Regions from separate parts of the Mus musculus genome. Here region 2 is linked to region 1. Evidence: chromatin contacts called from public HiChIP or PLAC-seq data. All regions are on one chromosome and are shown on one strand. The core of a region is the stretch at or near the end of the contact, and the rest is flanking DNA. Distances in the headings are between cores, read along the strand shown.

The links. HiChIP or PLAC-seq counts read pairs in DNA pulled down with a chosen protein or histone mark.
Region 2: a contact with region 1 is called in an HNF4G HiChIP or PLAC-seq map of pancreatic cancer cells. The contact joins the promoter of 5830416I19Rik here to the enhancer-like site in region 1. A contact is called at or near these places in 2 of 39 promoter capture datasets (the C10 cell line and epiblast stem cells), 8 of 484 Hi-C or Micro-C datasets (the C2C12 cell line, the G1E-ER4 cell line, LSK cells and 5 more) and 4 of 115 datasets of contacts at active chromatin or transcription factors (bone marrow-derived macrophages, embryonic stem cells and pancreatic cancer cells).

What each region holds. Positions count from the first base shown.
Region 1 is chr5:63,979,718-63,984,663 of GRCm38.p6, reverse strand. No RefSeq gene overlaps it. Among named protein-coding and RNA genes, the nearest start is that of Rell1, 13 kb to the right of the region's middle. Within about 2 kb of position 2,178, at least 24 of the 459 cell types and tissues checked have an H3K27ac peak or open chromatin away from gene starts, as enhancers often do. A contact at or near this core is called in pancreatic cancer cells, where this site is marked.
Region 2 is chr5:64,042,435-64,047,380 of GRCm38.p6, reverse strand. It overlaps 5830416I19Rik (RIKEN cDNA 5830416I19 gene), which reads right to left and starts at 2,408. Exons shown (of 3, transcript NR_045384.1): 1 at 2,383-2,408; 2 at 2,194-2,232.

The sequences.
Region 1 (4,946 bases), core at 929-3,428:
TCTAAACAGGTCCATTCCCCACCCCCACCCCCGCCCCGCCCCGCCCCATCCTTTCTTTTCCACTACCTCTGGTGGGTAGTAGGTTACAAGGAAGGCTGAAGTGTTTCAGAACCATCGTTAAAAATAAGATTAAAGCCGGGCGTGGTGGCGCACGCCTTTAATCCCAGCACTCGGGAGGCAGAGGCAGGCGGATTTCTGAGTTCGAGGCCAGCCTGGTCTACAAAGTGAGTGCCAGGACAGCCAGGGCTACACAGAGAAACCCTGTCTCGAAAAACCAAAAAAAAAAAAAAAAAAAAAAAAAATAAGATTAAAAAAATTAAAATTACAGTCTTTTCATGGAATTTGATAACCTGATCTTGAAATGTAAAGTGAAAAGGAACTGTCAAGAATAGTCAGGATATTTTGGAACAAGAGCAAAACACACAGACACTTGTCATCACAGATACAAACAATGATTTCTGAGTCACGAGTGTGGAAGTGCGCTGCCTGCAAAAGGGATCTGGAGAGTAGAATGTAAATGCTGAGGACAGACATCGTGGTCACAGAAGCTTGATTCGTGATGGGTTTAGCCAGGAAGGCAGGTCATTGGGCAAAGGCCAAGCAAGCAAGCACACTCTTACTTCACATCACACACAGTATTAGATAGAGGTCAATGTGAGAGTAATTAAGGTCAATGTATAAGTAGACAAAAGACACAAATACTCATATTAGAAGATGGAATATAAGTCGGGCGGTGGTGGCGCACGCCTTTAATCCCAGCACTTGGGAGGCAGAGGCAGGCGGATTTCTGAGTTCGAGGCCAGCCTGGTCAACAGAGTGAGTCCAGGACAGCCAGGACTATACAGAGAAAAAACAAAAACAAAAACAAACAAAAAAAGACGGAATATTAATGGCCAATAAACATATATGCAAAGGTGTTCAACTTCCATATCAATCAAGGAAGCACAGACTAAACCCATTCAAGTGAGCTGAGTGTACTAATGACCTCAATTCTCACGTTTTCCCATGCTACACTCCAGAGAAGTGCCAGCCTTCACTGATTGGCCCTTTCTCATCCATCCTCAAGCTTACAGTAGCAAATTGACTTCAGGCAGAGCTCGTAGAAGTGCTTCATGTTTCTGTTCTTTCTCTTGTGCCCTTCAGTATACATTTCTGAAGAGCTATTATCTATCTATCATCTATCTATCTATCTATCTATCTATCTATCTATCTATCTATCTATCTATCATCTATCATCTATCTAGTTATAGATTGAATTGTGTTCCCACTAAAGATATGTTGAAGTCCTAACTCCTAGTAGCTCAGAATGTAGCCTCATTTGGAAATAGAGTCATTACAGACTTAATTAGCTAAGATGAAGTCATAGTGGAGTAAGGTAGGTATTTAGCACCATATGACCTGGTGTCCTCATAAGGGGAGAAGAAACAGACCAGATCAGGGAATGCCTGGGGATAATGGAAGCTGGAAGAGACAAGGATCCTCTCCTAAAGGCTTCAGAGGGAGCAGAACCCTCCAGATCTGTGAGACAAAGGATGCCTGCTGTTACGCCAAGCAGTTTGTGCCATTTTGCTACAGATACGCTAAGACATCAATACAAACACTGGGAAGTGGGGAACTTCTAAAACACCGTATATATTATAAATGGAAGTTACTCTGGATATTCAGTAGACACATCAAGAATTCTGAAGTCCGTGACCGAAAGAGCCTGGATTCCCTTGGAGAAACAGTGGGTAGAAAGATGAGCCTTGAAGGTTCCTGGTGATGACTTAGAAGAAAATGATGAACATGCCTGTGGATACACAGGAGGAAACTTGATTTGTCTTACAAAGTAGCAGAAGACTGTGAAATGGGTTCCTGTACGGAGTGCAAAGCAGAATAAGTAAGGAATAAAATCAACTGACAGAACAGTCAAGTAAAGAGTGGAAGTTTCCACCTGCTTTCTCTTTGCTCTTTATAGTAAAACAAGTGACAAAAGGGACAAATTAGGGAACGAGCTGTTAAGGAAAAGGGGATTAAGCACCTGATGTTCTGGAAAGTTGTTCACTCCGTCCAGATATCCTGTTGTGGGAACAGAAAGCTACGCAGTGAGAAAACTGTTTGCTGAAAAGATTAAGGTGTGACTCAGAGCCAATCAACCCTCTCAGCAGAAGCGCGGTCATTCAGGAAGGCAACCGGGAGACTCTGATGGCTCGGATCCAACAGGAGGCTGACAAGGATTCCAAGAATCCAACTCCAGCAGAACGCTTCTGCCGACACTTCACCCGGGGATAGGAAGGAAGAACTCCTAGGCTGGAACCACGCTGCAGGAGCCTGGCTCACAGAACTGCCTCAGGTGTCAGAGTGGGACACTGAACAACAGGAGTCTGTTTTAAGGCCTTCAGATACAAAGTAAAATGTCCTGCTCAGAGGGAGAGGATGGGGGTCGGGGAGGTATTCATATTTGCCCAAGATTCATTCCATCTCTAACTACCTCAAAATATCTGCAAAACCTTATTCATCTTCACCACATACACTTTCTTAAAAGTCTTTAAGGTCACCTGGGCATGGTGGTGCAAGCCTTCAATCCTAGCACTCAGGAGGCAAAGGCACGCCATCTCAGTGAATCTGAGGCCAGCCTGGTCTGCACATAGTGAGTTCCATGACAGCAAGGGTCACAGAGAGACAGAGAAATCTTGACTAACATTAATAATAATAATAAAACAATAAAAGGAGAGTGTCTTCTACGGCGATTAAAACCACCATGCCTTGTGTAAAGTAAAAATACCAGTTGTCTAGTTTTTTTAGATACCATTTGTATATTGCTAATTATCAAAACCAATCATCATACAACATAATGGACAGAGGGGAGGTGCTGTAGGGAAGCGCAAGGATATTTGACGTGCTGATAGTTAGAGAGGGTGTAGATATTTCAGTTATAGTGGTTTATCTTTACAATGCTGCTTGGTAAACCCAGGCATGCTCAAATGTGTTCGTCTTTTCCCTCGTTGAGCTTTCCAGTATGGTAGCCGCCAACTTCATTCAGCTTTAACTGAATATAAACTAAATAAAAATTTGACACTGCCTTTCTTTTTCTCACTGACCTTATTTCGGATGTCCAGTGGCCACATGTGTGGCTAGTGGCTACATACTAGTGCAGACCGAATGCTCCCTTCTCACACAAGTATTCGGCAAGGCCTAGTCATCAAGAAGCCTAAGCTATAGCCCCACCCTCACCCCATCTTTTGTTTTGTTTTAATTTTTTTGTATCGAGACGGGGTCCTGTTAAGTTTTCCAAGATGGCCTTTCACTAATTCCTCTTTCCTCAGTCTTACTGTTAATTGGAACCACTGATCTTTCCTACCAGGTCTAGTAAGGCGGGTACTTCTTGAAGGATAAAAAGAAAGTGAACGATTAAACAATGAAACAGCCAGAATTTTTATTCATTTGATAGTGTTGCCTAATGTCATGATAGAGGCAACTCCCGCCAATGTCCTGATTGTCCTCTTGACTCAGAGCATCCATGTTAAAGTGTTTGAACACGCTACAGACCAGAATCAGGACCCTAGCTACCTATTGGTGGCTTGACGATCTACCTTAGGGTCAGTTGATGAAATTTAAAGTTCTTATTTTAATCCCCTCTGTGTAGACAGTATTTGAGGCAGTTCACATTTTGCATCCAAGCAGCACCCTACTGGGGCTCTAGCTCAGTTGGTAGAACACTTGCCTAGCATCACATGGCCTTGGGTCCAGTCCCAGCACTGCATAAACCAGGCATGATGGTACCTGGCTAGAATCCTAGCACTCAGGAGGTTGAGGCAGGAGGATGAAGTTCAGGGCCTTCTTAGGTTACATAGTGAGTTCAAAGCAACACAAACAGAGCCTTGGATACATGAGACTCTGTCTCAAAAAATAATTTTTTTGAAACAACAACAACACAAAAATCAAACAATCATCCAATATTTCCTCCCCCTTAGCTGCCAACTGTTTAAGAAAGGTCCAGCACAAATTTCCCCAGTGACATTTCAGTCTACTCCCTCTTGGCCAGGATCAAACTGCTTTTGACTTTTGAGAGTCCTCAGCTACAAGAGATGGACGGGGAAACAAACGGCACTGCCTACAGATGTCAGTTTTGAATATAACTCTCTGTTAGGGAAGTTACAGCTGATCATTTCTCTACGCTTCCAACTCAGAAACCATGCCGAGCTTCGTTAGGAAGAAATCCATGCTCACGTGTCCTTTCTTCTTTCCAGTTTTGAAGTCAGCGCACACAGTGATGGCTTTCACTGTGGCTTTTTCACACACGTGTGTTAGGATATTTCTCTAATTCATACTTTTCATCTCCTCGGTTCTTGGCACAATGATCTTGGCTTAGGTTGTCATCTAGATTCACATGAGCATCACAGGACTGTTGAATTTATTCACATCACAAAGGAAGTCAGATACTGGTAAACACACTTTATTGAATATGTAACGGACTCAGCACCAGGGGCTGTGTTCACTGCCAACAATATTGAGCCAGATGTAATCAGACTCAATGGTTTTGACCTCTTGTTTTTTCTAGTAACTAAGCTGACATGATTCAGGAATGGTCCCAGTTTTGGCCCTCAGGTGTGAGAGAATTGGGGGGTGGGGATGAGGGGCGGTTTAGATCAAGTATCCTATATCTTTTTTATTATATCTAATTTTTGACATTGCTGATCTATTGGTAATAACTGGACCCCTTTAGAGACTATGGCTGCTTTTCCAGGGTCCCTGAATCCCCTGGCTTCTCTGGCCCCTGAGCCTCACATGATTGTTGTTCAAAGGGCATCACTTGCTTCCATGGTGATGGATGACTTCAAGAGCACCATCCCAGTACTTGGGCTCAACACATCCTCCATCTTGGCATCTCTTCAGCAGCCCACCAGGAGCTGTTGTGTAGAGCTGGGTTACCCTGCTGTATGCCTTCCTTGTTGTTGTTATAACAA
Region 2 (4,946 bases), core at 1,159-3,658, 62 kb before region 1:
TGACATCACAGGAAGACTGACCCGCAAGGATTTGGCATTCTAAAGGTTTCAGTGACAAAGGTGCATAATCCGAGCACATTGCAGTAACAGGTATTTACAAAGAGTTAAGGCATTCGAGGGAGGGCCAATTATTTCTCACTAATAGGTCAGGGAGAATGAAGCATTTGATCTTTCTGAGGGTTGGCATCGCATGAATGGCTCTGGGCGTGCTGACGGATGAATGGATGAACGATCTGTGCGAGAAAAACGCACCCAGCTGCAGGTACTGACTGGATGGATGGGTTGTGAAATTAGAACCATATGGGGGTGGGAGGTGGAGGTGAATTTTGGCTCAATGTGACAATGGACGTTTGAGAAGTTTCTAGAACCAAATAGCCAGTACGAGGTAAGGACTTGCGAAATGCCTGGTGAATGTGAAGGTGCTATTAGCTTAGCTTCAGAAATCTTGACAACTTTGCAAGCAGCAGTTATCTTCATAATTCTGACTAGGGTGTAAAAGTAAGTACTAAGCAAAAGGAGCAAGAATAGAGAGTGAGGGTCAGCGACCATGTCCCCTTCTTTAGCTGCTTCCGACCTTGTATTGCTGTGAATCAGAAGAACGAGTGTATGCGCTTACAATCGGGAGGTCAACCGTGTGAGACTCCTACACCCAGGGAAGACGAGTTGTCAGTAGGGCTGGCTCCTTCTCAAGGTTCAGAGAGAACCTGTTCTCTTGTCTCTTCCTTCTTCTTGAGTCAGACCCCATCTCCACCGTAAGCATCTCCTACACGACCAGTATGCCTCTCTTCCTGCAGCTCTCAAGCCCAAATCTTATTCCCTTCATGGCATGGCGATTCTCCTTTCTCTCTCTCTTGCCTGAGAATCCTAAAAGTCCCACCTCTGTCTCCCTGCCCAGCCATTGGTCGATGGCAACTTTATTTCCTAACCAAAGCCAACTGGGGGCAGGGACCCTCCGCGTCCTACATGCAGACGTGCGAATTCCCATGTAATTTTGGGAACCCAATTAACGTAATACAAGCAATACACCAAATCTACAACCCTGCATCTCCAGTTTTCTCCGCCTCCCTTCTTCAGGAGGCAAAGAGACCCTTCATATACCCAACACTGGGTCTGTCATTCTAGAAATATCTTTTCTCGCACTGTATCCTCACTACCTCTCTCGTGATAACAGGTTCAGCTAGGAACTAAGGATAAGAGCATCCTTACGAGATAAATGTATTCCATCTGGTTCCAAGGCACAACGAAACCCAGAGAATTCACAGAACTGACCAACATCACGTAGTTGGAAAGGACAGAACTGTGTCTAGACTTCTGTGTCTGTGACTGCTTATGACATAGAACCACAGAGTACATTTTTACTGCCAGTGGATTAACATTCAAATTTCTTGCTACTTATTTTCAAAAGTAGAGCAGTCATAACGTTTGTTTGTTTTTCTTGGAAAATAACCACAGGAAAACCCAACAGTGACAGAGCTTTTTAACTTTGAGTGTGGCCCTTGCTTTTTGTTTCGTATGCCTGAAAGAGTCCCCTGGAGAGCCACCCAAGCCCTGCTGCATGTGACATGGCTCAGAGCCAGGCAGCAATCCTGCTCTTCCCACCCGGAGCCCTTGGCCGGTGGCCAGCCTGCAGCTCCGTACTCATACCCACTGTATTGTCTGCCGGGCTGGTCATGTGAAGGGATGACTGATTTAAGGACATGAACGCCATGATTCATAGGAGGGGGGGAGAGGGAGAGAGAGAGAGAGAGAGAGAGAGAACATTAGCTCACACACCAGTAGCCACTCTCAGCACTGACCCGTGTTAAGAAGAAGTGGTGCCGGTCAGACAATAGGAGAAGACCTACATCCTCTCTTTGAACTGACTGTGGCTCTGAGATTACAGGGCTTGGCCAGGAGAAGGATTTTGAGGCAATAAAGCAAAGAGCCTCTGGATAAGTCATATGCCAGGGCACAAAACATAAGTGGCTCTTTGACCTCAGTCAGCCTCCGATAGTCTCTTACAGTGGCTAAGAACTTTAGGTAGGTTTGAGTCATACAGCTACCACCACACATATTGTTGTAGCCAACGACTACATCTACTTCAAAGGATTCAGTGCTTTAACACAGGTACAAATCAGCACGGGACCCAATCATGGTAACTTCTACACCAGTGTGAGTTAGCAGGATTCTTAGGAGAGATGCAGATACAGTTACCTGGAAACGGAGTCGCCATTTCTCCATCTTCTTTCAACCCTGAGGATAGAAAGCGTTCCTACATTATCCTATACTGCCTCTGCCATTCTAGAAATAACCCTGCACCCCCACTCACCTCCCTCCCCGAACAGCGAGCTCATCCAACACGAAGCTGGCGAAGCTGGCGCGCACACCGGCTCTGACACATACCTCCCGGCAGAATAATGGGTGGCACTGAGAGTGCTTGTTCAGACCAAAGCAGAGCGGGTGAAACAAGGAAGTCGCAAAGTGTTGTGGTTTAAAACGGATAGACAGATAGACGTTTACAGTTTAGGATTACCGCCAGCGAGTACAGGGCCACGGGAGGAGACTCTCAGCCTTCAGACTATTTCTCTAACAAGGTGCTTGTCCATCCATCCCCCCCACACTTCCCCAACCTTCCCCAGCCTACCCTCCCCCGCCCCAGATAAAAGTGTCATGTGCCAAGACATGATCTCTTTAGATAACATTTTATTTATTCTTTTTATTACATTTCTTTGTTTTGTGTTCGGATGTGGGAGTGGCATATGAAAACCATCATGGGGGCTGGGATAGCAGAGACCACTCTGGAAAACGGTGTAGACCAAACTGAGACAGATGGGGAATCCCACAATCCCCTCTCAACGTCCAGCTTCCAAAGAAGGCCTGACTTCTTCAAGGTACACAGAACCTTTTAAAACTACCATCCAGTAACTGAGCCTTCACACATGCAGGTCGTTCATACTTTCAACCCAAGCCTTTCAGCCACTTTCTCTCTTCATTCTAACAAAAATAAGTAAGTAAATAATAAATAAATTCAAGAAATCAGCCCCCCACCAAGTTTTTCTTGATCAAAATGCCTCAAAAAGAGGAGGCTGTCTCTAACCCAGAAGTGTAATTTGACGCCTGTCTGCAGCAGTCTTCTGTGCTGATTAGCATGGACATAAATATTCATGTGCTGATTCATGAGGAGGAGGTGGCAACGAAGAAAGCATCAATAATTGTTGATTGTTATTAGCCATAAGTGGGGCTAGCAGAATGAGCTTATTATCCCCCAAGAAATGACATTAATGTTGGTTTCACACACACACAAACACATACACACACACACAGAGACTGCAACATGCATAGGAGACAAAGCCTAGATTGCACACATATAACGAGTCTTTCTTTTGCCATCTGTTCTTGAATTTTTTATTTAAAAATCTCTGACACATGAGTATTTGTGATGGAGGAAGTTGGCAACCACTTTGCACTCATTCTCCAAGGGGCCTGGAGGCCAGAGCATCCCACCAGCAGCTGCATGGTGCAGAGGTGGGCTGCCACTGGCACTTCTGTCTCCACACAATGGGAAACATTGTCCCTCTGTTCAGGTTGGAGATGTCTTTGGAGACCTATTATCCCGGGAACAAATAGAATGATACAATATATCCGTTGTGTTTGACAAATAAGGGAATAGGTACCACTGAGAGTCTAAACTGTCCTTAGTGTATTTGTTAGGATAAAGGGCAAGCTGCTATAATGCAGACTGTTTTTAAAAGTTCAGTGGCTTCAGAGAGATACCTTTGCTCTTTTCAAACAAGCCAGGCCTTCCATGTTGGCAGGATGGCTCTAATGCACGTGCTTCCTCTGGGATCTGGTTTCCCCTCCCTCCTGGAGTTGGTGTGTTAGCGATGTATGTGGTTGACAGAAGTATTTAATGGTGGCCTAGTATGTCTGAAGTGCTTGGACAGCATCCTCGATCTTCTCTGACAAACTATAACCTTGTCAAACTTAAGAAACATATAGAGCAGACACATTAAAGGAAATGGGCAGACTCATGTGACCATGGTGACAGACAGTTGTTTTCTATTGCCACCGACACCCAGACAATGTGTTAGGAATTGCAGCTAGCAAGGCTTCTTTGTCCAAAAGAAGAGGAGATTGGAATCTCTTGAGATTGTGTGTCAGTCTATGAAACCGAGTCTGATGGTTTTAGAAAACACATACGAGCCAAGTGTTCAGAGACATGGGCAAGTGGGCATCTCGTGCAAAGGGCGTTGTGCCTTGTTATTGAACTCTTGCTAAGAGACATTCAATGACAAACTTCATATAAACATTTTTAGGATATTTCTTAAGTTTGGCAAGGTTATGGTTTGTCAGAGAAGAGCGAGGATGTTGTCCAAGCACTTCAGACACACTAGGCCACCGTCTGTGAGGAATGTGGCATCCTTTAAATACTTTGATGAGGGCTGGAGAGATGGCTCAGTGGTTAAGAGCACTGACTGCTCTTCCGAAGGTCCAGAGTTCAAATCCCAGCAACCACATGGTGGCTTACAACCATCCTTAATGAGATCTGATGCCTTCTTCTGGGGTGTCTGAAGACAGCTACAATGTACCTACATATAATAAATAAATAAAATTTAAAAAATACTTTGATGAGAAAGTATTTGTAAGTGTTGCAGGGACATTCTTTCCTTCTCCCTCTCTCTTTGTGTCTCTCTCTCACATCTATAACTTTCAAGACATCTTCCCATTGACACGATTTTACCTCTGAAGAAGGTACTCTTCTTAGCTAATAGAATAAAATGGCTCTCTCTAAAATAATCAAAGTTGAGCCAAATGTTTTTCCAAGGGGAAAAGCAATTTCCTTTGGTGAAGATGGGGTGGAGGGGAGGGATGGGTGGAGGATGTGATAGATTCAGTCTCCATTAGTAAGAACACAGTTACTCAGCAAATGCCCACCTGCAAGGAATGCTGGGGAATGTAGTCTTTGA